2 separate regions of the Gasterosteus aculeatus genome follow, and region 2 is linked to region 1. A link is a contact called in public Hi-C data. All regions are on one chromosome and are shown on one strand. Each heading gives the region's core, a stretch centred on a gene start, on an enhancer-like site or on the middle of the called end of the contact. The rest is flanking DNA. Distances are from core to core; before and after follow the strand shown.

Evidence for each region. Hi-C and Micro-C count contacts between places; a contact is called where the count stands out from the background.
Region 2: a Hi-C map of tail fin shows a contact between it and region 1, with 3 times the contacts expected there. The contact joins the enhancer-like site here to the promoter of LOC120819252 in region 1. A contact is called at or near these places in 2 of 6 Hi-C or Micro-C datasets (tail fin and whole body).

What each region holds. Positions count from the first base shown.
Region 1 is chr5:8,340,332-8,344,664 of fGasAcu3.hap1.1, forward strand. It overlaps LOC120819252 (thyroid hormone receptor alpha-B), which reads left to right and starts at 1,796. Exons shown (of 10, transcript XM_040176485.2): 1 at 1,796-2,241.
Region 2 is chr5:8,410,218-8,414,550 of fGasAcu3.hap1.1, forward strand. All of the region lies in intron 2 of LOC120819252 (thyroid hormone receptor alpha-B), which reads left to right. Among protein-coding and RNA genes, the nearest start is that of LOC120819034, 31 kb to the right of the region's middle. Within about 2 kb of position 2,069, at least 3 of the 9 cell types and tissues checked have open chromatin away from gene starts, as enhancers often do.

The DNA of each region.
Region 1 (4,333 bases), core at 546-3,045:
CCGCGTAATGTGCCGCACCACTGCGAGGCCGAGGCACTCAATGGAAGGAACAATCACATTCAAATCAAACTCACAACCACATCTTTGTTGTTGGTTTCACCGGGTTGCAAAGTGCCAATTTATTTAGTTCTCACAGCAGTCTTTGAATTGTGTTCAATGCAACAAATCTAAAATGATGAATACGAAAGGAAGAACTTAAGAGCCTTTGCAAAAGCAACACGGAGACCGATTTGGACTTGGAACGCAGTGGCGTCAAGTGTTGGCGGTGACTGGTTTGCTGACTGATGGCAAATCAAGGCCTCGGAGCAGTCCGATCTGAGGCGGTTCCACATTCACACGGTGGTTTTTCCTGAATATGTTCTCTGCCTAATTAGTGGGACAGAAGCTTCCGACTGTTTGAAGGCTTCAGTCGGCACAGAGATTCCTCGGAGACCGAAGGACGGACGGAGTGAGCCCTTTGACACACAGCAGAGGTCCTCCCCTTGGACTCTACTTCATAAAAGGAACAGTGGGAATGTATAAAAAAGTCACACGGACTTTTTGCGCTGCCATTTGAAGGTTTCTAAAGGTTCCGTTCAAAATAATTGGTATTATCTTCTGTAATTCAATGCGTAGAATATTAAATTCGGGGGAATGATTTTGCTAATCCACTTGGCTGCAAAGTGGGTCCAACAAAGTCATTAACTCTCGCCAATTCTTTTAGAAAATACAGAGTGAAACGCACCACTGTGGGGACTGAGAGTTACGGTTAATTTGATCATTTTATTATTGTTTGCTCTGCAAATTTTCAGTCTTCAAAAAAGCTGCAATAAAAACGGATCCGCTGTCACACAATTGTTATAGATTTTGGTTATTGATCAATTATTTAAGGCATTTATGAAGCTCAAATTAGCGGGCAAAGGTTAGCAAGCTAACCAGCCAGCGGCTAAGTGACCAGTGCAGCTGGAGACGATCTCATGAGAGCGCCTTAACATTCTGATGTGTGTCTCAGAATCGTTGAGAAGAGTTTTTATGTTTTACATAGTTATATAAATCTAATTATGGCTCTAAAACATGTTTTAGGTACACAGTTCCTTTCATTACTGGGTAATAGTGAAGTATTTATTTGATTGGAAAATAAAAAAAATCTAATTTAGAATTAACTTTATTGATCCCTCAAGAGGAAAATTTTGGTATCACAGCATGTACAGGGAACAAAATAGAATAAAAAGATACACATTATATACAATATAATAAGATATAAATATTAAATTATTAAATAAAATAAAATAAACTGAAACAAAAGAATAACCTTCCGAAAGAGACAATAATAATAATTTGTAAAAGGAGAAGAGGAATCACTAACTATATATATATATATATATATATATCACTAACTATATATATATATATATATATATATATATATATATATAGTTAGTGATATACCGATATACCGATATATATAACCTTCCGAAAGAGACAATAATAATAATTTGTAAAAGGAGAAGAGGAATCACTAACTAATTATATATATATATATATATATATATAGAGTTAGTGATATACCAATATATATATATATATATATATATATATATATATATATATATATATATATATATATATATATATATTGTCCACCTAACAATATATACATCTATATTTGGGGGGGGCATGAATAAGGAAAGCAGGTTGAGCGGGGGGCTGTGAGGGGGGTCGTGCTTTGCTGTGGTGGTCCTGCAGAGAGCGGTAGATAGTTTGAATACTGTACGCGGAGGGAGGAGCGACCGTGAACTATTTTCTTTTCTTTTTTTGTGTTCGTGGGAGTGAGCGTGTGTGTGTGTGTGTGTGTGTGTGTGTGTTTGCTTCTTCTCCCTCTTGTCGCTGCAGCTCGGGCCAAACGCAACTAGAAGGCAACAACACAATCAAGAGGGAACAAACTGCTCGATTCACGCAACAACAACAACAACAACAAATACCAATACATACATCCAGAAAGTGAGGGAGGGGCAGCAGGAGGAGGACAGCTCGCGGCGCAGCAGCTTTTTACCGGAGCGGACCCGGGCTTTCGGAGCGAGAAGTCGGGGGGCGGCGGAGGGGGGGGGGAGACGGGACGTGGAGCCCCGACACACGCGGCCGCACTTGAGCAGAAAGCCCCGGCGGAGCGCCGCCGACTTTCCCCCCGCTTCACTTCAGCAGCCGCGCACTCTGAGCAGAAGAAGGAGAGAAACATCCAACCCGACCCGGCATCCAGCCACGGTGAGTGTCACGGCCGCCACGGCGTGGTGGTCCACGCGCGCGTGCGAGCGTGCGGTTGTTGTGGTGGGCGCTCGCCCCCCGTAGCCTCGGCAGCCTCGGGCGGGTTTTGACAGCTCGGATCGCAACGCCGAGCCAGCGTCGCACCCGGTGTGCAGCGCGGAGGCAGGCGGGAGGGTCCGACCGTGTTGGTACGCGGCCCTTCCGCCGTAACTGTTGACACGTGACCCCCCCCCCCCCCCCCCCCCCCCGGGTCAGTTGTCATTGGAAAGCGGAAACCTGCACAGCGGTCACGTTGCCTCCTTTTACAGATGATTTGTTGTGTTTGTTACGCGCGCGCGCGTGTGTGTGAGCTTCGAACTTGCATCCGTGGCTACACGCCGGGGAGCGCGCATACGTACCCACAGAGGGCGATGGCACGGGATCGATACAAGATGACCAGCGATGATATGCCCGTAACCTGTTGGGGGGGGGGGGCAGGATGTTCGGTTCAGTTCAGCCACTTCACCTGATTCCTGCTGCGAACATTTTCTGCGTGGGAGTGGACGCGCATGCGTTCTTAATGTGAACGATGGTAGCAAATGATGTTTGTTTATGATCGCGTTGATCAAGGTGAAGTCATCCGCCAGTCTCAATCTAAGTCAGTCATGGGGATAGTTTACTGGGTCACACACCGGCATCTAAACTCAATTCATTTTTTGTTGTGTTTTTTTTCTCTTTCTTTGCCTAGTGGTTGCGTGCACGACAAACGACCCACCCGTCTCCGAAAATCATCGTCCGGGCCTTTCAATGGACTCCCGTCACAAATGATCAATATCAGGACGAAGTGTTCGAGAGAGGCACAATGTGCACTGCATTATAACTGTCTGGATCGGGTATTGAATTACCACAGACACTCTGACTCCGCTGTACAAGTCTGTGTGTGTGTGTGTGTTTTAGATAAACATGCCCCCAGAATACACTACTATAGGGTGTGCTTTCTGCCACTAAGACAACATTGCCCAGGAAGGGGTCTTGCACTCATTACGAAATGCCTAATGTTTACAAAGAAACTCCGTGCTGCAGATGATGAAGGGCTTTTCCTCCGTCGCGTCCGCGCCCACGGTGGGGGTCTCGCGGCCCGCTGATGGCGAGCAACAGCTGGATTCTCTGGCGGTGTGACTCCGTCTTGGGGAGTGTGGATACCTTCAACGTGGTGACCGAGGGGGGTGGGGGGGACTGTAAACGGCTCCCGCCTGTTGGACGTCTAAATTGTTTCAGACTGGAGAGGTCTCTTTGCAAACTCGTACGATTTACAGAAAGGAAACCAGAAACAGATGATGCAGCCTCCCCCATCCTCCCCCTAATGAAGTCCCAGGTTTCCTTCTCAAACCAGACGAGAAGAAAGCTTAATTAATATTGGATCAGCTGGTCCGGCCTGCAGGTGGACCATCGTTCATTAATCATTAGCCCTTCGTTGGAGTCGCAGTGGTCTCTCCCCGAGTTGATTATTAGCCACACGGACGAAGGGAGGTTAACCATTTAGCTCCGCGGACGGGACTGTGAAGGGAACGAGTGTGGGCTGTGGAGAGGGCAGCAAGCAAGCTCCGCATCAGAGGAACATCTAGGTGATGTTTTCTTATTTTTATCCCTCCCCACCCGCATTCTGCCTGTTCTTTACAGTAAGTTCTTTCTACTTCCGAGTACTGAGGGGAAAGCAAGTAGCACATGGCGAGTGATGTAACAGGTTTGCACATGCAGGGTGGACGGGGGTCGCCTCCATGTAGCCTGGTCCTCCCCTTATCTCCCCCTCTAACTGTTTGCTGGGTCCCTCTTTTCTTTTTTTGTGGGGGCAGAAGTGACCTCCCTCAGTCTCTCCCGGCAGCGAGGACCCCATCGGGCCTCTCTCTTTGTGACCCGGCCTTTCTTCCCGTCCTCCTCTCCCTCCCTCCCTGTTCCTCATGGCGGGGCAGCAGCGCTTTAAGCTCAGAGCGTTTGCTTATGTAACTCGGGCTGTGCAGCTGATGTCCTGGCCCGTATCTGCTGTATAATGATGTCAGAGCTGTCTGGAGGGACTGAGGGCATGCTGGGTAGGCCTATATGTCAAGAGCTATTC
Region 2 (4,333 bases), core at 819-3,318, 70 kb after region 1:
TGATTTGTGCTTTTTTTATTTGTTTGCTTTCATTGGCCGATGGAACAATGCCATCCCGCTCTCCTCCATCCTCTCCGTCCCAGTGTGATGAACTGTTTGCTTGCACAAATAACAGCGCTGTGGGGGGGTAGAGGGGGAGGGGGGTCACTTGTAGTAACAGTCGCTGTAAAATAGAGAAGGACGTTGATAAAGAACGCTCCATTACGGCCCTATTTACCATCACACCGCAGGTGGCCCCGCTGCGGTCGGAAGCAGCTCTTTGTCTCACGACCAAAGCAGCGTATTCATTCAAACAATTCAGCCACGTGGTTTCTCATTTGGACCTCTGGATGAGTCATAAATACGTAGATTCTTTCATTCAGATTAGACACATTCATACGTATGTAATCGCTCTTTTAGAAGTAAAAGCAACACTCGTGTCTCAGGACCATCTAATGCTTCGTATCCCACTGTCATGGTTCAGAAAGGCATTGAACCAGGGATTAGCACAGGGTGCCGGGGGGGGGGGGGAGCCTTCTTGTGACAATATGAGGGGGGGCACAGGGCTAAATCTAGTCTGTGTCTCTGCGGTACCGGTCGCGGCTACAATCTGTTCGTCTGCATCACAAAAAAATAAAAGCAAGATCTTCAGTCAAGCTTTTAAAATCAAGTGTTTCATGTGTATGTGGGGGTTTTTGGGGTGGGGGATTCTGAACATTCCTGGATTGTTTCGTTGACGAGACCTTGATGAATGCGGCGGGTAACAGACAGTAATGGTTGCAACCAACAATTGTTTTTTTTAATCTCTGATCTACCTGCTAATTGTCACCTCAATTACACAATTAATCGTGAAAAACCCTGATTGCAATTCTCAATTTCCTGTCCGCCCAGCAGTCCAAAGCCCAACAAAACCAGTGGATGTGAGCTGATGTTTTCTGTGTGTGTCTTCTCTTCCAGAGGGGGTCATCCGTCTCCTCCCTCCGCATCCCTGAGACACCGACCCACGGCGCGGCCGTCGAGCCCGCCGAGCCACCTCCAACGTCTTGCATATCATAATTCAGTTTCGCACCGAGCCGACCTCACTCCAACTCCGTCTGGAGACCCCCGAACCCCCCCCCCCCCCCCCCCCTCCCCCTCCACTCAAAAGAAGGAAAGACAGAAAAGGCCCAGTGACGGGACCCTGTCATGTCTCACTGACGGACCCCTCCCGACCGGCGAATGACAAGCAGGCATCCGAGGGTGGGGCTTGCCTCTGTCTCTCCTGATTGGTTGCTGGATGGAATTAAGGTGAATGGAACTCGTGTCCAAGGAGCAGGACTCTAGCCCACCCGAGGGAGAAGAGAAACGGTGAGCTTGGTGCTCCTTCTCCTCTTATGCACACAGAGGCTTCCAGAGCACAACCGTTTGGTTTTTCATTCATTTTTGCTTCTCATCTCGTATATGTATACGTGTATGTTAAAAGTGATACAAAATATGCCAAATCTACGCCCCAACAGCCCTCAGCGTTTCCTCTTCTCCTTTCCTGGTGTAAACATTTCCCTGAAACGAGGCCGGCTCAGCTCTGTTATCGTGCAGTGTTGTTACGTGTGGACGAGGTCTTCTAAGGTCATCCGAGAAGGGAACCTGCGCCTCTCAGTCCGTCCCTTCGTCCTTCTCATGGTTCTCCCTGTTTGTACGTCTTTGGATCATGTTTTCATTTCCAGACGAATTAACCAACGAAGCAGCCTCTTAGTAGTGCCGGCGCCGCCTTGGTTTTTCAGAGAGGCTTTAAGCTACTTCTGACCCCGACGCTTCTCCCCGCGGCTCCTGAGGAGCAGAACGAGTCGCCCCGGGCCGAACAGAAACAAACACGCCGCTCTTTAAGCCCCTTCTCATGAATGAAAACATAACATTAGTGTAATGGAGGCTCTCTCGTACGGTGGAGAGAGAGAGAAAAGGGGGGGCCTCCAGCTAAAGCAGAGCGCTATCAGTCAATATCAGTTCATTTGTAAAAGCCTGTGAGAGTTGGAGCATCCAGATGGAGCAACGAGAGAGAGAAGGGCTGCCTTTTGAAAGCAGTCGGGCGGGAAGAACGGGAAGTGTAGCAGGGTGTTATTTTAAATGTTGTCACTGACGCAGATTCATGTCGACTTGGGGACGGTTTGATTTCGTTTGTGTGTCAGATGTGACGGAAGCTTCCGTTTAATCGCCCTGTTTCATCTCGTTGTTGAGGAAGGAAACACTGAAGTTGGTATTTTGTCAGATGTCCATTTTTCCATTGAAGCAATGCGACCGGTCAGCATGGACCTGTCCACACATGAACCATGTAGGAGGCGTATTGTCTTGTTTATGTAGTCGAGCCCAGAGCGCTTCTGTTTACCACATGAATCGTTTCCTACTTTCAGACTGAGAACCCGGCGGATCAGACATCTAAACACGGGCCCGATTCCTCCTCGGCCTCTGCAGCTCAACTTAAAGATCTGTGGGAACAATAAGGTCCAAATGTGATGAGGTTATTGGTCCATGCGGCTTGGCTCTGTGTGCTGTGTGACAGGCTCGTGTGAAGAGAGTCAATCCGCCGTGGATTCCTCCGCTAACATGAACACCTGTCAGGGGATTAGCAGCTCTGCCGCTGGGGGAGTTGGGCGGCGGGGGGGCATTTGGGCAGGAAGTCTGTGCGTCGGCCTTAACTTTTCCTCTCTTTCTTCTCTCTTTTTTAAATATCTAAAATGTATGTAGCGGGGCGAGCTGTGTGCACCTTGTGGTGGAAGCACAAAGAGCTCAAGGGGGGGGTGGAGCTCTTTGAAGTGGCACTCAGGTTACTGTACCAGCCGGCGCCATAGTGATGTGTGTGTGTGTGTGTGCTTTGCTGTATCCAGGAAGCTTTGTTTAGTGGTGTTCTTCAGCCTCCAGTCAAACGCATCTCTGCTCGTGGTTCTAATGGTTTCTTTACTTTAAAAATTGTTGCAGACCCGTTTCTCTCGGCTGGAAATAGTAACTTTTTTATTGAGCAATGTGCGGTATTTGGTGGTGGAGCGGACTGCAACCTGCCCGTGCTTCACGAGGGGGAAGATCAATCTACCAAATATGCAGCCACATCAATAGAGAGAGAAGACATAGGACATTCTTCTCCCGTGACATAGCTAGCGGTCAGCAAAATGTGTAAATATTTCACCGTGTGATGTTTTTGGGGAAGGAAATGTCCCTGCTATAGCAGTTTGGTAAAGAGGTCCGGGTTCTGGCGTCTTTTTCCGGACTTAATTCGGCCGTTGTGGGCCCCTGGAGGTGTTTGGGACCATGTTCCGGGCTCTGGGGGTGTTTAGTAAAGAGGTCCGGGTTCTGGCGTCTTTTTCCGGGTTTAATTCGGCCGTTGTGGGCCTCTGGAGGTGATTGGGACCGTGTTCCGGGCTTTGGGGGCTTTTGGTAAAGAGATCCGGGTTCTGGCGTCTTTTTCCGGGTTTAATTCGGCCGTTGTGGGCCTCTGGAGGTGTTTGGGTCTGTTATCCGGGCTTTGGGGGTGTTTGGTAAAGAGATCCGGGTTCTGGTGTCTTTTTCCGGACTTAATTCGGCCGTTGTGGGCCCCTGGAGGTGTTTGCGGACCTCCGCGGGTAAAATAATAGAATTATATATCTATTATAATTATATAGAAAAAATTATATATCTGAGGCAGCGGAGGAGAATGTATACATTCTTACCGTGGTTCGTTGTGGGGGAAGTTCTGCCGCAGCGGACCTCACCCTTGTCACCCCATTCTTAGAAAATTGTTGGTTTCGAAGGTTTTGAAATGGAAAGAACAGCTGAAATCAGCCTGTTTGGGAGAGGCGACAAGAAGGGCTATCATTTAGGGGGAGACGATTTGTACGGTCTCACATTTGATCTCAAGTGTTTCGTTCAAGGATTCGCGTTTAACATCAAGAAAGGCCTCAATGCAGAGGACAGGCTAGGAACATACAGAGTGCTCCGGTGTAGAGGGTTCATTGTTTTCCGCTCTGATAAACATAACCGTAGAGACTAAGCTCGTATGGACCCCGAAGCGCCCGCTGCAGGCGATTTATACACAGCATTTGTTTTGCCGCATCACACACAGCAGCGAGCCTCCACCCAGTGGATTTAAAGGCCTGTTAACTTGGCTGAACCTTTTAGGAAAGCAAAATACATACATTTAAATTGATGTGAGCTAAATACAGGCTGTGTGCATTGTCTTTTTTTAGTTGGTACCCGAAGTAGCCAGCTGTATATATTTGCAGAATTAGCATCCATGTTTATTATGGGTTAATTGTTTGAGGTGCTGTGGACTTGTCTTGCTTTCACTGGTGTGCTATATATGCCCCCTCTAGCTCAGCCTGTTATTTAGACAGTGGCAGGATACATGAAG